Linked DNA regions of Mus musculus: regions 2, 3 and 4 are each linked to region 1. The links are chromatin contacts, called in public HiChIP or PLAC-seq maps. All regions are on one chromosome and are shown on one strand. Each heading gives the region's core, a stretch centred on a gene start, on an enhancer-like site or on the middle of the called end of the contact. The rest is flanking DNA. Distances are from core to core; before and after follow the strand shown. Region 1 holds the start of Kcnmb4 (potassium large conductance calcium-activated channel, subfamily M, beta member 4). Region 2 overlaps Rab3ip (RAB3A interacting protein). Region 3 overlaps Myrfl (myelin regulatory factor-like). Region 4 has its middle 27 kb from the start of 4930579P08Rik.

Region 1 (3,636 bases), core at 695-3,194:
ATATACATATGTATACACACACACACATATATAATTGATTAAACGACTATCTCAAAAATAATTAGCAGTGTTTCACCAACTATGACTACACCTGTATGGCAAACTACAGAGCACCTTCCAAATCACTAAGTTACTACTTGACACCTTTCTTAGATATTTTTCACTTAATTCTGATTTTTACAATGCTTTCTCAAAGCCACCAGACCTCTTATTAAATTCTCAAGCACTATGCAGATTAACCCACATCTGTTTTTGAGACCGATCACTTCGGCAAGACCTTGGTCCTTAGAGACTGGATTCCAAATGTTCACGTCTACACTTACTGTTCTTGGATTAGCTCCATTTTTAAAAGCAAACGAGCCTCCGTGCACTAGCGGGAGACTTTTCCATTGAGGAGTCCATCATATGTTCAAAGACTAGTTTCTTCTAACTTTCCAAATAAGTGAGTTACGCCCGAGTTTCTCTGCACAGCGGTAGTGATCTTGTTTAAAATAATGAATTCCGATTAATCTATCTGGTCACATTTAAGAGAACATGTTCCTGCACGCACAGGACTCATTTTCTTTGGAATGATTTCTGCTTGTCTTCCAGCACAGCCCCCAGGAAGTACAAGGACTCAGTAACTTGAATATATATACACACCTTCAGCTGGCAGCAGAAAGGAACACAGGCATCAAAGAACCCTCCTGCAGAAGCAGGCACACTGCAAGGCTCAATTAGTTCACGGACTGGGGACACAGCTTTTTATAAGTGCTTTCCTACCCCGGGGAAGTTTTCTGAGTCTCCCTCTCTGCTCTCCAGAGGCTAGAAAGTCCTAACCAGGTTTTATCTATTTTTTTCCCTCTTTTTTTTTTTTTTTCCTCCCCTGTAACAACAAAAGAAGTTGTCAGGAAACCGCTGCTTGGTATATGTCATCAAGGGCTTTCTATTTTCGGTAAGTTGTTCTCCTACTTACTCCTTAGTTACAGCTTCTCATTGTGCCCAAACACTCAGAGTGGTTAGGACCCTTCAGCCTCCACCACCAGCACCAAGCAAACCAACCCGACCTCATCAGAATCTCTTCTTGGATTCCTCCTGATGGCTGTTGACCCCACCCTCACCATCCCAAGTCTATCTGTAGACCTCAAGTTAAAAACTTCAGTTTAGAACTAAAATTCAAAAGTCACTTAAGATACTTTCCAGAAGCGAAGAGACCCCTTTAACCTCTCAAAGAAGGGAGTTCTTGAGCCCCATAGAAGCTCAGGCCATATACTGGAGTACCTGGGTCCTGGGCTATCCCATGGCTACATTGGAAGGAAAAGTTAACTTTCTTTGCTCCTTGAGTTTAGGCAACCCCTTCCCGCAGGCGCTGGACCTGGGGTGGTCCGGAGCTCAAAAAAATCTAAGAACAGAAAAGATCTGTTTGCAGAGAGGCTCGCGTACCACCGCCCAGTAGGCAAACACACCCCGAGGTCTGGAGCCCTGGGCTCCAGGGATGCGTGCATGCACCTCATGCCTCCCTCGCATCAACTCCGAGCGAGGACAGTGCACTCGATTCTTCCCCTGGGGTCTAACCGGGACGTTGGCCCCGAACCTGCACTGTTAGGCGGGAGCTCCCGCGCGCTTACCTTGGGGTTGGTCAGGAGCTGGTGCTGGTCGCTGTGTAGCAGCGCCCTGGAGTTGGACTCGGAGTTGTTCACGTACACCTGGACGCAGGGATACTGCGAGGTGCCCCTGCAGTCGGTGCCACAGGTGAAGGTGCACTCGAACACCTCGCCGATCTGCTGCACCGACAGCACGGTGCAGTTGGCCGCCGTGGCTTGCAGATCCTGCAAGGCGGGACTGAGCCAGCAGAAGCCGAAGATGAAGAGCGACAGGATGCCGGAGACGATGAGGAACAAGCCGAGCCGGATGCTCTTGTCTTCGGCTTCCGTGTACTCGTAAGACACCCTGAGCTTCGCCATCGCCCCCCACTCTCCACGGCTGGCGCGCTCCCCGCCCCCTCCCGCCCCCGGCGCCGAGCTCAACCGCCTCGGGCGGGAGGAGCCGCCGCCGCCGCCGCGCGACAGCAGGGGAGTGGGCGGCGAGGGGGCGCGCGCGAGAACAAAGGGGCCGAGGCCGGCGACGCCCCCGGCGGCGGCGACGGCGCTGCCCGAGGCCGGGCTCCCGGGTGCCACCGCCGCCTCACAGCGTCCGGCACCCCGGGGCTCCCCGAGCCCGCCCCCGCCCCCGCGCGCTCCGCGCCCCGCGCCCGCCTCCCCGCGCGCGCCGCCCGCCTGCCATCGCCGCGGCCGAGCGCCCGGCGCCCCGACGCTGGGAGCGACTGGGCTGCTGAGCCCTGGCTCCGCGTTGAGCGAGGCTGCTCCTCCCCGCCCTGGGCGCCGCCGCCCCGCCCCGCCCCGCGCCGCGCCCCGCAGCTCCCGTGGGCGAGCACCCGGGCCGCCGCGAGCTGCTCTCGGAATCCTCGCCAGATGCAACCTGGAGAGATGGCGGAGACGGTCGAGGCGAACGCTTAGCACCGAGGGAGCGTGGCTGGGGAGAAAGTTAAAAGAGAGAAAAAAAAAATTTTTTTAAGTGGGGGAGGATGGCGTGAGCGTGCGAAGCGGGAATCTTCAAACTCCGATCCGGGGAGCTGCGGGGCAGCAGGCGCACCGGCAAAGGGAGCTCCGGTGGCGGCGAGCGACAGAGGGCACCGGCGCGGACGCGGGGGGATGCCCACAGGCGAGCGGCCGGGAGCCGGAGGTCCCCGCGGATCCCACGCCGCCACCGGGACCGTGCAGGCTAACACGATTGGAGCCTTGAGCGTCGGTGGACTTTCCTGGAAAAATAGGTGCCAGACAGCGGGAACGACCCCTAGGGGGTGGACGCAAACAGGTGGCAAAGCCTGGCCTCGGGCTGGTGAGAGCAGACTCTGTTGGCCTCTTTAGGAATATTGCCACCCTTAGCTGGCCCTGAGATTTGCAGGTGAGCTTTTTCTGGAGCTCTGTGCAAGGCGACCGCGGCTTGCAGACACTTTGGAACTCCACCCTATCGATGTACACCTTTATTCAGCCTCTATTCTCCTGACTTTTCCTTTGTAAGTTTAAATTTGCTTTTTACCTACATTTTTTTAAAGATCATAAAACCAAACTTGAGAACTGTTTAGAGCTGCGTTTGGAAGAATAAAGTTGTTGTTGTTGTTTTAACCCTCCTTTTCTTGTCTTTCAAGTCCTAGATGAATGAACTCAGGCTCCTGATGAATAACAGTTGCCAAGTCATGGAAATGTTAAGCCCACTCTACCAGACTTCAAACCCTTTGGCTGGCACTGACAGAGTTCTGGCATGTTATGCTGATGGGTATTTCCAAACAATGGTAAAGGAGACCTTTAGTGTCTGTTTTTCTTAATGAATAAAAAGGCTGCAGGACTTGGAAAAACTTTAAAATCACAAAGATGTCTCAGTGTCGTCTCCGTTTGAGAGCAGACACTGTATTTTTTGTTTGTTTGTTTGTTTGTTTCTGCCTGAGATTTCCCCCCCTGTTGGCGTCAAGGCATTTGTTAGGCACACGCTGGCTATAAAGAAGAGAGCTCCAAAGCTGAAGCGTCTTAACCTGAAATCGCAAATCTTCGCTGAGTGTTTTCCTTCGACAGATTCCAGATGCCAATCCTCATTTCAAAA
Region 2 (3,636 bases), core at 439-2,938, 450 kb after region 1:
TGAAGTACTGAGAAACCACCTGAAAAAGCTTTCCTACAAGCAACGGGAGAAAACGCTTTACACTTACTAACTCAAAAGTGACAATAGAAGCTAACCTTTTAGAAACAGCACACTTATTTAAAGTTAGAGAAATCAGAATTAAAGCAGTGACTAAAGGAGTATATTAGATACTTAACAAAAACAAATATGAATTTTAGGTTTTGCTGCATTCAGATCTGGATGAGAAGTAAAAAGCGCAGACAGCCGCTTGCTTCAGTATGAACTGGCTTAAAACTCACAGTGCCTGAAGCTCCAGGAAGCCTTGGGCAATGCCCTACAAACACTTTACACCACACATGACGGTAAAACCAGCAGTGTTTAATAATGCCGTAACTCTTACTTTACACAATTCGATAAACAGCATCTAGGCTATCTTTGTGCTTTCTAAAATGCAAGGCTTCAATTATTTCTGGGTTCTGTTTGTTTTCTTAATTATCTGACTCAACTCTAGAACTTTCTATCAATGGAAAATTTTGCTTCTCTCAGATTTCAAATAAAAAGAGCTACTAGTAATCTTTAGGAAAATCATCATATTTTCACATTTCTTATTCGTACTTTAACACTGCACTAACAGAACGTCGTGACTAGTGGGGGACCCCCTTAGGCACCCACTTTCCTTTACACAACGCATGCCACTTTATTCCCTAGATGGAAACTTGAAATGCAGAGACTCCTGCTGCAGATGCTCTGAGGCCAAGTGGGATGGGGGTGGGATGGGGAGGGTCCTTGAGAGCAGCCAGCCCTAGCAACAGCCTCCCCATCCTAACACTGATATTCTGTGCTAAAGAAGTCTGCTGGCCACCTCAGTGATGGCGATCAACAGGAGGGACAGGTCAGAGGGGACAGTCCTCTCTGCAGGAGTTACCTCTTTGCAGTCTTTTACGATTGGCTGGATCACACTCAAGTCCTGGTGGCTCCCACCCATGGCGCTGCTTGTACTTTTGTTCCTTGTGTGCCCCCTTTTAAAGGGGGTCTTTGCAGCCGCCAGAGGCTCCTGCGTAGGCGATGTTGGAGAACTGGACAGTACGAGTGTCTTCAGAGCGGCCACTTCAGCCTGAAGTACATCAATCTTGAAAAGAAAGCAGCAGCGTCACACGCACAGCATGCTCTACGGCAGATGTGGCCGTCACACGCACAGCATGCGCTGTGACAGATGTGGCCAATGCTAGCAACTTGGCGAATTTCAAGAACAGAAAATAAGTTTAATTTGTTATTTTTCTATGAAGTAATGAAGGGAAAGCAATCCAAGATTTTTGGGTTTCCATATGGATTGGATTCAACTACCAATAATGTCAAAAGGTAAATTTTAAATGGTCAAAGATACTAACATTAGTATGAATTTTCAAAATATTAAAATGTATCAGCTTACGATTACCTTTAGTTCACTCCTAAAATAATAAAATCTACTTAGGTCTCTTTTTCCCCCCTAGTGAATTAAGAGAATAAATATTAACTTTTAAAAATGACTCCAACATCCTTCTACATGATTTCCATGGTGATAAGCAAGCTGGCTGTGACACACTACACACCCGAGTCAAGGTTACATAGTTAGTGCCTATTTGCAGCTTCCACATTAGCACACTTCTCCGAGGGGTCAGGACAGCCACCAAGGGCGCTAGGCACTCATGACCGCTCTCCCCACGGTCTCCCCGCTCCACTGCGAAGGCCCCGACTCACTTTCCCCTGGGCTTCCTTCAGCTGCTTCTCTGCAGTGGCTTGCTTGACGTTCGCTTCCCTCACCATCTTGTGAGCTTCCTGAAAAAGTCAAAAGTCTCAAAAACTGGAGGCAAAGCATTGTAACGCTCATTTCAGCAGCTGCCTAGGAGGCAGCAAAGGGCCTGAAACTAACTAAGAACCCAACAACCACAGTGGGGGAAGCAGCTGCCATCAAACGGACGGGAAGGTAGGGCTGAGGCCAGGCACTCGGCACCTGCTGAGCACCGTGGCAGCAGAGGTGGGGTCCAGTCCATCCAAGGGACACCCACGTCAGGACTACAACCAGTAAAGGGGTCGGAGGACGGCTGCAGGTCAAAGCCAATACATGACAGGGACAAGACGGTGGACACCTCAGCAGAAACGACACCCAAGGAGCTCCAGTTTCCATTAAGACATGGATAAAATGACACGGGTGAAAACGACTGCACAGTGTAGCCTGAGCAGGGAATCTTCTACTCTTAAGTTCCCAATGCCACAGTTATGACACTACAGGCACGGGCCTGCCTTTCAGTCATACAGTGTTATTAATGACGTCTCTTTATGACATACTGCTCCAGGTTCTGACAGCGAATGAGGAACAAGGCAAAGGCTTGGTTCCTAAAGAGCTCAGGGTGCACTCTAACAACAGCAATGGAAATCAGGGTGATAACCCAGACTTCACTCTAAGTGAAAGATGAATTCTTCTTTAAGAGAATAACATGATCTCATATTTTAAGAGATTAAGCTTTTGTATGAAATAATCTGTATAGATTAGAGAAACTGGGAACAAAATGTGGCTTCAGACTTAGTATTTGGGAATGTAAGATATCCAAAGGAGATTCAAAGATACTTATTAAACACACAGTCTGACAGCTCTCTCGGGTCTGTGACAGCTGTTGGTCTGCAGCAGCTCGTGTGAGTCGGGAGCACGAACCTCAGACTACATTAAGTATCCCGATGCTCACTACCGATGGCTGGGATGGAATGGGACGCACCTCGGGAATACTCCCGTCACCGTGCACTGCTCACCCGGCAGAGCCCTGAAGAATGAGCTCAGCTCTGCCCTTCTGAAAACAACAGTTGCTGCAGACTGGACGGACTTTCCTGGGATAAGGTGGAACTGTCCAAAGAAGGCTATTTGGCAGGTGTTTCCAAAACAAGAACGCTATCTGCTTGGATCTCTCCTAAGATAACTGATGTTTAAGTCTGAATGCAGAAGAGACTGATGTCTGACAAAGTACCTGCTGAACAGGGCGGGGCGGGGCTGGGCCCTTGTCACCTGCTGCGCAGTCTTAAGACTGATCAGACTTAAGACAACTGAAGAGCCGACGCCTCTAAGCCAGCTTTGAAAGCCTGGAAGAGCTAAGGAAATGGTGAACACCAGAACCCAGGCCAGGATGAGCCCCAAGGTGAGGTGGGAAGTGAGGTGACCTCTCCGGCTTCAAGAGGGACCCTGATGATACACAGGAGCAGCTGATGTCCCCAGAGAAGGGGGCGCTAGCCTGAAGCATAAAGCGTCTGGCGTGGGTCTGCCGATCGACAGAACACCAAAAGGCAGCGTTTCTAGATGTGGGGCTGTTTTCTCTGACTGTCCCCAAGGTCAGGCGCCATAAGCACTGTGTACAGCAGGTGTCCTAAGCTGTCTCCACCGAGACTGAGCTTTGCCAAGAACATTTTACAATGCTGACAACGTCTTCTAGTACAAATGGCAGAAGTATGTTTAGGACCGTTTCAGAAACTGTTACAAACTCTGTCCCGCCCCAAAGCTAACTACATCAACTTTTAAGAAATATAACATTCATTAAATTTCTTGACAATTTGAGACGTGTCTGCAACGCACTCTGGCTATTTCCACCCCACGCCTGGCCTCTCTCCTCCCACCTGTCAGGGTTCCCTTCTAGT
Region 3 (3,636 bases), core at 818-3,317, 360 kb after region 1:
ACTCGTGGGTGCAATGTAGTCTCGACTCATATAGATTACACACACGTGTTCTTCTAGAGTATGAGATACAGCAAAGATGGGGTGAGCAATTCTAAAACTACGTGAATCAAGCAATGATGTCATCCCTCACATTTCTTCTCTCTCTCTTTCTCTCTCTCTAGTTATATATTTATATATTATATAGTTGTATATATAACATATATGTATATATTATTATACATATATTATATATTTATGTATTTATGTATATATAAATATATGTATATAATATATGTTGCATTGTAAATTATGTTATATATTGTATGCTATATATTTTCTATTATATATTATACATTATATGTTGTATATTATATGTTATATGTTACAGGTTACATATTATTGTTGTGTGTTATGTATATATTGTATATTATATGTTACATATTAGATGTTATACATACATAAATACATACATGCACACAGCGTTACAGTGTTAACCATTAAATGGACCGAGAAGTCTGTTTCTACCTTCACACCTGTGTTTTGGAGCAAGAATGAAATAGTACCAGTGAGCTATCTGGAGTTAGGAGGGTCTACATTCCTGTTCTTCGCATTACTTTTAGGGCACGTTGGTGTATCCTACTCTACTGCTACACTAGAGTGCTCTCTTTAGCCAAAAAATAATAGCTTGGAGAAAGCTACTGTCTCCAAGGTACAATATGTTTTTAGAATTTAAAAACTGGGTAAATAACACAACACCTCATCTATGCTGAGCGAAACTCAGTGTGTCACACTCAGACAGAATGTGAATGTCACCACCGTGCCACTGCCCCTGCTCAGCATGGGGGTTAATCATCTTTGCGCTGTGATGAGGGTCCATAGGGTTTGTGGGTCAGCAGCTTCCTGTTAAAGGAGGTTAAGCGAGCCAGGTTCTCTTCCTCCCTTGGCTGCTCTCTGAACACGCACAGTGCTTAGGGTGCTGCCAGCCGAGAAAGGGAAAAACCCTGTTGCCACATAAAGTATTCAAAGAACGCAGGTGACTAACGGAGTGTGTGACCCGAGTCCTAAGCACTCAGCTCAGGACAGCACTGCCATGGCCACGATTCTATGTCGAAGTAGAAAGACAGATACTTCAGTCTTCATGCCTTCTGGGGAGAAGCCAGAAATGATAAGCAACCTAATTTCTGGACTGGAATTCAGATCATATTTGTTAGCACAGAGAAGCAATTCAGATGATACCAAAGGAGACATCCAGCAGGCTTTGACCATGAGGGTCCTGTAAGAAGGACCAGACAGATACCTCTGTGATTGGCTGCCTGGTTTTGCCTCAAAGGAGTCTTCTTGGCCCATGGTTGTGTCAGAAACAGCCCGTTTGTGAACAGCTGGCTTTCACACAAGCATTTTACTTCATTTCTGTCATTGCTTTGCCTCCAGTGAGATTTCTAGGAGTAACTGGAGGGCTTCCACTAGTAGGTAGCTTATCATGTTTTTAACTGACTAACATAATTACAGAGGGTTCTTTGTTTCAGAACAGCTCAAAGCAGGCAGGAAGAAACTCCACTTTCCAAAAGGAGGCAGATGTGTCCCCAGGGCCTTGGATTGGTAGCTGTGAATGTAGGCATGCCCACAGTGACTGGTGCTCCCTTCTGGACGGTCACATCCTCCCTGTGTAGCTTTCCAAGGCCTGGGACAGTACTGTCTCACCAAGGCTGCCCTGCCTCGGGTGCCTATTGTCTCCTCCAACACTCAGTGGCAGCCAGTCTGGCCTCATAGCCACAGCTGCAGCTGCCAGTAGCTTAATGTCCCCACAGCTGCCACAACACCATCCACAGCTGTAACCACTCAGCAAATGAGTTGAGCTATTCCCTTGGGTAAGGCAGTGGCCCAGATGTCCTGGGGTAACCAATAACGTTGGAACACAGAAAACCTTCCTGGTACTTTCTTCACTTGGCGAGCCTAGATCAGATAGAGAGCTGGACTATAGGAGACTCCGTCTTTATGAGCTGAGTGATACTGAAAGGGCTGGTTTCAAAAACCTCTTTCCTCTGGGCATGGAGAATACTCACAGAATAAAAATGTATCGTCAGTATAAAGTGGTGCCATGTGTAGATGTTTAACCAGTGCCCCCAACAGAGAGTCGACATCAGGATTTCCCAGCATGCCTCAGCACCATGGCATTTGGGGAGGGAATACTTCCAGTGGGAATGGTTGGTTCCCCGTGTATTGCCCATCATCTCTGTTCACTGTGATCTTGGTTGAGAACCACAGTATAAAAACTAACACAATAGTTTCTGCTATTATCATTACCGACAACGGTTAGGAAATAACACAGCTCAAGTATGTCTATGTCGCTGACAGTTCAACTTCTTCCTGCAAGGGAGAAAAGTATATGTGGTCCAGAAAACCAGAGAGTTGCGCTTACCCTTACGATGATCCTTTCAGAGATGTGGGCAGCCAACAGGTAGAACTGATCTTGGTTAGCAGCGTACAATCCGACCACCAACATGAAGTACCTAGTTCGGAAACAACAGACTGATGGGGGCATATCAAAGAACAGAGATGCTATTTGTGCAACGAAGTAGCATCTGGCATTTCATTAATAGTGAGCTCAGCCAGACGGGTTCACTTACGTACAGACTGCCTTCCCTTCCTATCTCAGAGATGCCTCGGTGAACTGGAAGGACAATTGGCTGACTTGCTACTGTCCCAGGTGTTTCTGTGTGCCTGCTCCCTGGGGAGAACTTCAGGCACTGAGCTCAGCCCACCTATGTGGCTCACCCAGGCCTCACCCTGGAGCATCGCTGAAGCGCTCTTTACAAACACAGGACAAAGCCACCAGGGTCCCTGTGTCCACAACCATATAAGCCACAGGTCCTGGGCCTTAAGGGAGGGAGACTTAGAGAATATGTCCATCATATTGGTTCCATCTCATCCTTACTTGCTCCAGGTATCCTCCATTCTCAATGCCCTCAGGCCTTAAGTATAGATAGCCAAAGACTTGGACCTCCCTCTAGCCCTCCCAAAGCAAACCTCACTGCAGGTACTTAAGTATCTCCTCACATGGACTATCAGTGAGACAATCTTAAGGCTATGGTTATTATTATTGGTTTAATGGATAATCTTAATGGTTGTTTCTTGGAAGTCAAGGCAGAAACTCCCCCACGACATTTATCCTCGTTTATCTTCCCAGGGCTGGAGACGTGATGGCTCGTGAGTTAAGAACGCTTGTTCTTATAGAAGAACAAGATTCAGTTCCCAGCATCTACACAGTGGTTTACCAGCATCCATAACTACAGTTCCAGGGAGGCCAACATCCTCTTCTGACCACCATGAGCAGTAGGCAGGTATGTGATACACATATACACATGCAGGAAAAACAGTCATAGCCATAAAATAAATGTTAGGGGCTGGGGGTGGGGCGAGAAAATGTTTTCCAGGCCACACCTCCTTGCTCTTCGTAGAATTACAACTTAAGGATCAAAGGCTGGGAGGTGGTCAGTCATGATCTTAACCCTAACACTCAGGAGGCAGAAGTAGGCAGATCTCTGAGTTAGAAGCTGGCAGGGTCTACAGAGTGAGTTCAAGGACAGCCAGGGCTACACAGAAAACCCTGTCTCAAAAAAAACAAAACAAAACAAACACAAAAGGATCCAAGAGAAG
Region 4 (3,636 bases), core at 389-2,888, 280 kb after region 1:
GAAAGCAGGTGCAGTGCCCCTTAATGTCATCTTCCTCTCCATCCCCGCTTGGGGATGTGCAGCCGTCCCCCAGAGCCACCCCTCTGCCTCTCCTCCTGGCTTATTTCATTTTCCTTTTAAGATGGTTCCACTTTCACTGGGATGGCCAAATGTTCTGTTGTAGTCATTAATAAACCTGAATCAAGGATAAAAACAGATAGAAGAGTTCCTGGGGCTGAGAGTCTGGGGGAAGGTCCTTAATAATCTCTAGTTTGTCCCAGTTCCTCCTGAGTTTTGTGTCATCTATTCAGGTCCACAGACTCCGGGCCTCTAAGCTGATACTTGTGAGCATCTGCCTGTTCTCATTACCCCCAGATTCCAAAAGATGTGTCACAGCCAGCGGCTCACATATCCGAGCTCACGTCTACATGATGTGGTTTGTGGGGCGGGGTACCGGGGTTGGGCGTCTCTGCTGATAGAGAATACAATTGCCTCCTAAATCGGTGCCTTTGTTCTGGTTGATTCTAAGGTGCCATCAGTTTGCTTTTGCATACGGGATCAAGTGGGCTTTCCTTTGTGCAGGCGATAGTGGGCACTTAGGAAAGATTCAACAAATATTTTCTAGATAAATAAAGTCAATGAGGCAGATTAAACTTTTTACTATCGTCAGCACAATGACTACCCACAGACAGCTCTGTGGAATTAAACCAGTTTAAGGAGGTGAAGTCATTAGTACCTAAGGCCCCCACATACACACACACACTCACACACACACACAACTCACCCAGTCCATACTGTGGCGAGGAGTCTGAGAAATTCTGAATCCTGTTAAACATGGAAGCCAGGTGCTGATCAGAGTGCAATGAGTGTAGGTCCTACATACGCGCCTAAAGAATGGCTACCCACCACCCCCCAAGCTTGGATTTCCCCTATTCAATACTCCTGTTTGCCTTTCTACTTCATTTTATGCTCTATTTAATGTATCTGTCATAAGCATTATATTAGTGTAGTTACATTACATGATTGTTACCTGAGCTAATTAGAGTGTGTCAGCTCCAAACACGAGAGTACAAAGAAAGGACTTCAGACATCCAGATCTTACTTTACCCGCAAGATAAATGAAGTTTGTTCATAAAGAATTCTACTTGGGTTTCCCAGTGACATCCAGTTTCAACCTTTACTGGTATTGTGTAAAACTGGCAGGAAGACATCAGATTTCACACCTGGGGTCCCTTGCAAATGACAGTAATAGAAATAGTAATTATCTGGGCGGCAGAGCAACCCTGTACCAGCTTGGTCATCACCACAGCTCAGGGTGATTGGGCAGCTTATTATTAATCACATTTTGCAGAAGAGAACACTGAGAAATTATGCAGTTGCCCAAGGCCATCTATTTATTATGTGGCATCAATGGAGTCATGACCCAGGCCATTCTCTACAAGACTTTGTGCCTTGTGCTCCCTGCTTATAGGCATCTTGACTCTATTAAATCATATTGCTTTATTCTCCTGTTTGCTAAGGGAGAACATCTTAGACGAACATCTGGATACAATATTCTTTCAGAGTTCGTTTATTCGAATGAGGGGGTTTGTCGTCAGTTAATGCCTTGGATTGGCCCTCGGGGAAGAAAAAGGGAGGACAGCAAAGGTTTTCAGAAGGAACAGGAAGGTTAGATTGTGTCATTCTGCAGCATAAACTGTTTGCAGTCAAGGCAAGCTGTTGGAGCAGCCGTATCGCCCCTCCCCGGAGCGCCAGCTATTTCTAGACTCCAGGCAGGAGGCATCAGTTGCTGGCTCTTGATTTTGTCATAAGTGATCAGAAATCAACAGATGGGGACCATCCAGGAGGCCTGGATTGCAGCATATTTTCAGGGCCAGGCAAAGACCTGGATGTAGAAGAGAGGCAGGAATAATGTTTGCAGGCAACAGCACAGCAAAATGTTTGAAATCAAAGCTAGATCTAAGGACAGACTTGCAGGATGGGACAGCTGGCTACCGCGGGATGAGTGGTCAGAGAGTAAAAGGCCTGGAGACAAGATCTTTGTCTAAAGATGTTTGTATGTCATTAGAGCCGATACAGCAGTGCTGCTAGGTGTCCTGGCCAGGACAGCAAGACATTTTATGGTCCAAGACATAACTGATAAAGTTTGTAAGAGAGGTGTGGATTGAGGGCCTTGTAAGAAAGGAGGGAGAGAGGCAGAGAAGAGTGAGGGAGAAAAGGAGGGAGGGGGAGGGAAAAGGTCAGAAGGAAGGTGAGAGGGAAGCAAGCATATTTGGAGAATGGGAATGACAGAAATAACAAAACCCTAACATCCAAAATGTTCAAGGTGTGGAGTAACCATCTGTGCCAGACTACCATTAGCACTCTGGTGATGAGGTAAAGACCGGTACAGAAGAAAAGACTAGAAAGGAGAACTTGAGAAAGACTCAGTACACACGGGCTCACTGAACAACAGCTTATATTATATAATACATTAAATCTGTATTTAAATATTTGTCAAATGAATAATTAACATGGAGTCAAAGAAACAGCTAAAAAACAAAAACAAAAAACCAAACAAACAATCTTCCCTTTGGCCACACCTCTTCAGCCATGTCAGTATTATGAAGAAAGTATGACAACACAGATTTCCCATCTACTTAATTTTAAGGCATCTGTGTTAGTCAGGGTTTCTATTCCTGCACAAACATCATGACCAAGAAGCAAGTTGGGGAGGAAAGGGTTTACTCAGCTTCCACTTCCACACTGCTGTTCATCACCAAAGGAAGTCAGGACTGGAACTCAAGCAGGTCAGGGAGCAGGAGCTGATGCAGAGGCCATGGAGGGATGTTACTTACTGGATTGCTTCCCCTGGCTTGCTCAGCTTGCTCTCTTATAGAACACAGGACTACCAGCCCAGGGATGGCACCACCCACACTGGGCCCTCCCGCCTTGATTACTAATTGAGAAAATGCCTTACAGCTGGATCTCATGGATGCATTTCCTCAAGGGAGGCTCCTTTCTCTGTGATAACTTCAGCTTGTGTCAAGTTGACACACAAAACCAGCCAGGACAGCATCTTCTATTGGCAGCAACACAAAATACTATGTTACATTACATTTCTCTCTTTTTCTTTCCTGGTAGTGTAATCTAGATGGTAGACCACTTGCACACGTAGATTAAACACCCCTCCCCCTTTCCCTACGGTCTCGGTAGCTCTCCGGCACTGCTCTGGAAGCAAGGTCAGACGAAGTGTTTGTGCAAGGCAATCTCTTGGAACAGAATGCGGTCCCTCCTGCGACCATTCTGCCCCGCAGCACATTTAGAAGAAAGTAGGTCCCACTTTGTCCCTTCCCGATCCTCATTCCCATCAGTCAAGCACAGAGCTCTGGAAGATTAGATTATTTGAAATGGTTTGAATGTCACTGCCGAAGCTCTGTGCTATTTTTTTCCTGGGCCAAATGGCTCGGGTTCATTCAGATTAAAGGACTCCCATTAGTGGTTAAGTAAAGTCTCTTGTCCTTGACCGTGTAATTAAAACAAAGGAGGAGGCCAAGGCCCTGCACTGCGATCTGAGGACATATATAAATGTTAATAGAGATCCCAAGGTTATGTTTCTAGTTCTGAGGGGTAATTTCAGGCAAGATACCACTTTGTGTATATAGCCCAGAGGCTTCC

The links. HiChIP or PLAC-seq counts read pairs in DNA pulled down with a chosen protein or histone mark.
Region 2: an H3K27ac HiChIP or PLAC-seq map of regulatory T cells shows a contact between it and region 1, with 4 times the contacts expected there. The contact joins the enhancer-like site here to the promoter of Kcnmb4 in region 1. A contact is called at or near these places in 3 of 39 promoter capture datasets (the 3T3-L1 cell line, 3T3-L1-derived adipocytes and liver), 2 of 484 Hi-C or Micro-C datasets (Th1 cells and embryonic stem cells), 15 of 115 datasets of contacts at active chromatin or transcription factors (T-cell acute lymphoblastic leukemia, Th17 cells, bone marrow-derived macrophages and 11 more) and 3 of 9 other capture datasets (adipose tissue, embryonic stem cells and liver).
Region 3: a contact with region 1 is called in an H3K4me3 HiChIP or PLAC-seq map of embryonic limb bud, with 4 times the contacts expected there. The contact joins the enhancer-like site here to the promoter of Kcnmb4 in region 1. A contact is called at or near these places in 9 of 39 promoter capture datasets (embryonic stem cells, frontonasal cranial neural crest, hippocampal neurons and 4 more), 1 of 15 datasets of contacts at CTCF or cohesin (pro-B cells), 1 of 484 Hi-C or Micro-C datasets (cerebellum), 13 of 115 datasets of contacts at active chromatin or transcription factors (bone marrow-derived macrophages, craniofacial prominence, embryonic basal ganglia and 10 more) and 3 of 9 other capture datasets (adipose tissue, embryonic stem cells and liver).
Region 4: a contact with region 1 is called in an H3K4me3 HiChIP or PLAC-seq map of craniofacial prominence, with 4 times the contacts expected there. The contact joins the enhancer-like site here to the promoter of Kcnmb4 in region 1. A contact is called at or near these places in 3 of 39 promoter capture datasets (the C10 cell line, embryonic stem cells and pre-B cells), 1 of 15 datasets of contacts at CTCF or cohesin (the NIH/3T3 cell line), 1 of 484 Hi-C or Micro-C datasets (centroblasts), 12 of 115 datasets of contacts at active chromatin or transcription factors (CD8 T cells, craniofacial prominence, embryonic forebrain and 5 more) and 2 of 9 other capture datasets (liver and pancreatic islet).

Annotation. Positions count from the first base shown.
Region 1 is chr10:116,471,579-116,475,214 of GRCm38.p6, forward strand. Kcnmb4 (potassium large conductance calcium-activated channel, subfamily M, beta member 4) reads right to left here and starts at 1,945. Exons shown (of 3, transcript NM_021452.1): 1 at 1,608-1,945. The coding sequence starts at 1,943. Kcnmb4os2 (potassium large conductance calcium-activated channel, subfamily M, beta member 4, opposite strand 2) reads left to right here and starts at 1,585. Exons shown (of 3, transcript NR_130644.1): 1 at 1,585-2,809; 2 at 2,907-3,055; 3 at 3,188-3,409.
Region 2 is chr10:116,917,858-116,921,493 of GRCm38.p6, forward strand. Rab3ip (RAB3A interacting protein) reads right to left here. Exons shown (of 11, transcript NM_001359645.1): 5 at 1,717-1,794; 6 at 905-1,108. All of the region lies in intron 3 of Gm51782 (a long non-coding RNA gene), which reads left to right. Among named protein-coding and RNA genes, the nearest start is that of Gm51782, 5.5 kb to the left of the region's middle. Within about 2 kb of position 1,689, at least 53 of the 459 cell types and tissues checked have an H3K27ac peak or open chromatin away from gene starts, as enhancers often do. A contact at or near this core is called in Th1 cells, Th17 cells, regulatory T cells and 1 more, where this site is marked.
Region 3 is chr10:116,826,559-116,830,194 of GRCm38.p6, forward strand. Myrfl (myelin regulatory factor-like) reads right to left here. Exons shown (of 25, transcript NM_001033333.3): 10 at 2,399-2,489. Among named protein-coding and RNA genes, the nearest start is that of Myrfl, 69 kb to the right of the region's middle. Within about 2 kb of position 2,068, at least 45 of the 459 cell types and tissues checked have an H3K27ac peak or open chromatin away from gene starts, as enhancers often do. A contact at or near this core is called in embryonic limb bud, where this site is marked.
Region 4 is chr10:116,754,638-116,758,273 of GRCm38.p6, forward strand. No RefSeq gene overlaps it. Among named protein-coding and RNA genes, the nearest start is that of 4930579P08Rik, 27 kb to the left of the region's middle. Within about 2 kb of position 1,639, at least 19 of the 459 cell types and tissues checked have an H3K27ac peak or open chromatin away from gene starts, as enhancers often do. A contact at or near this core is called in craniofacial prominence, where this site is marked.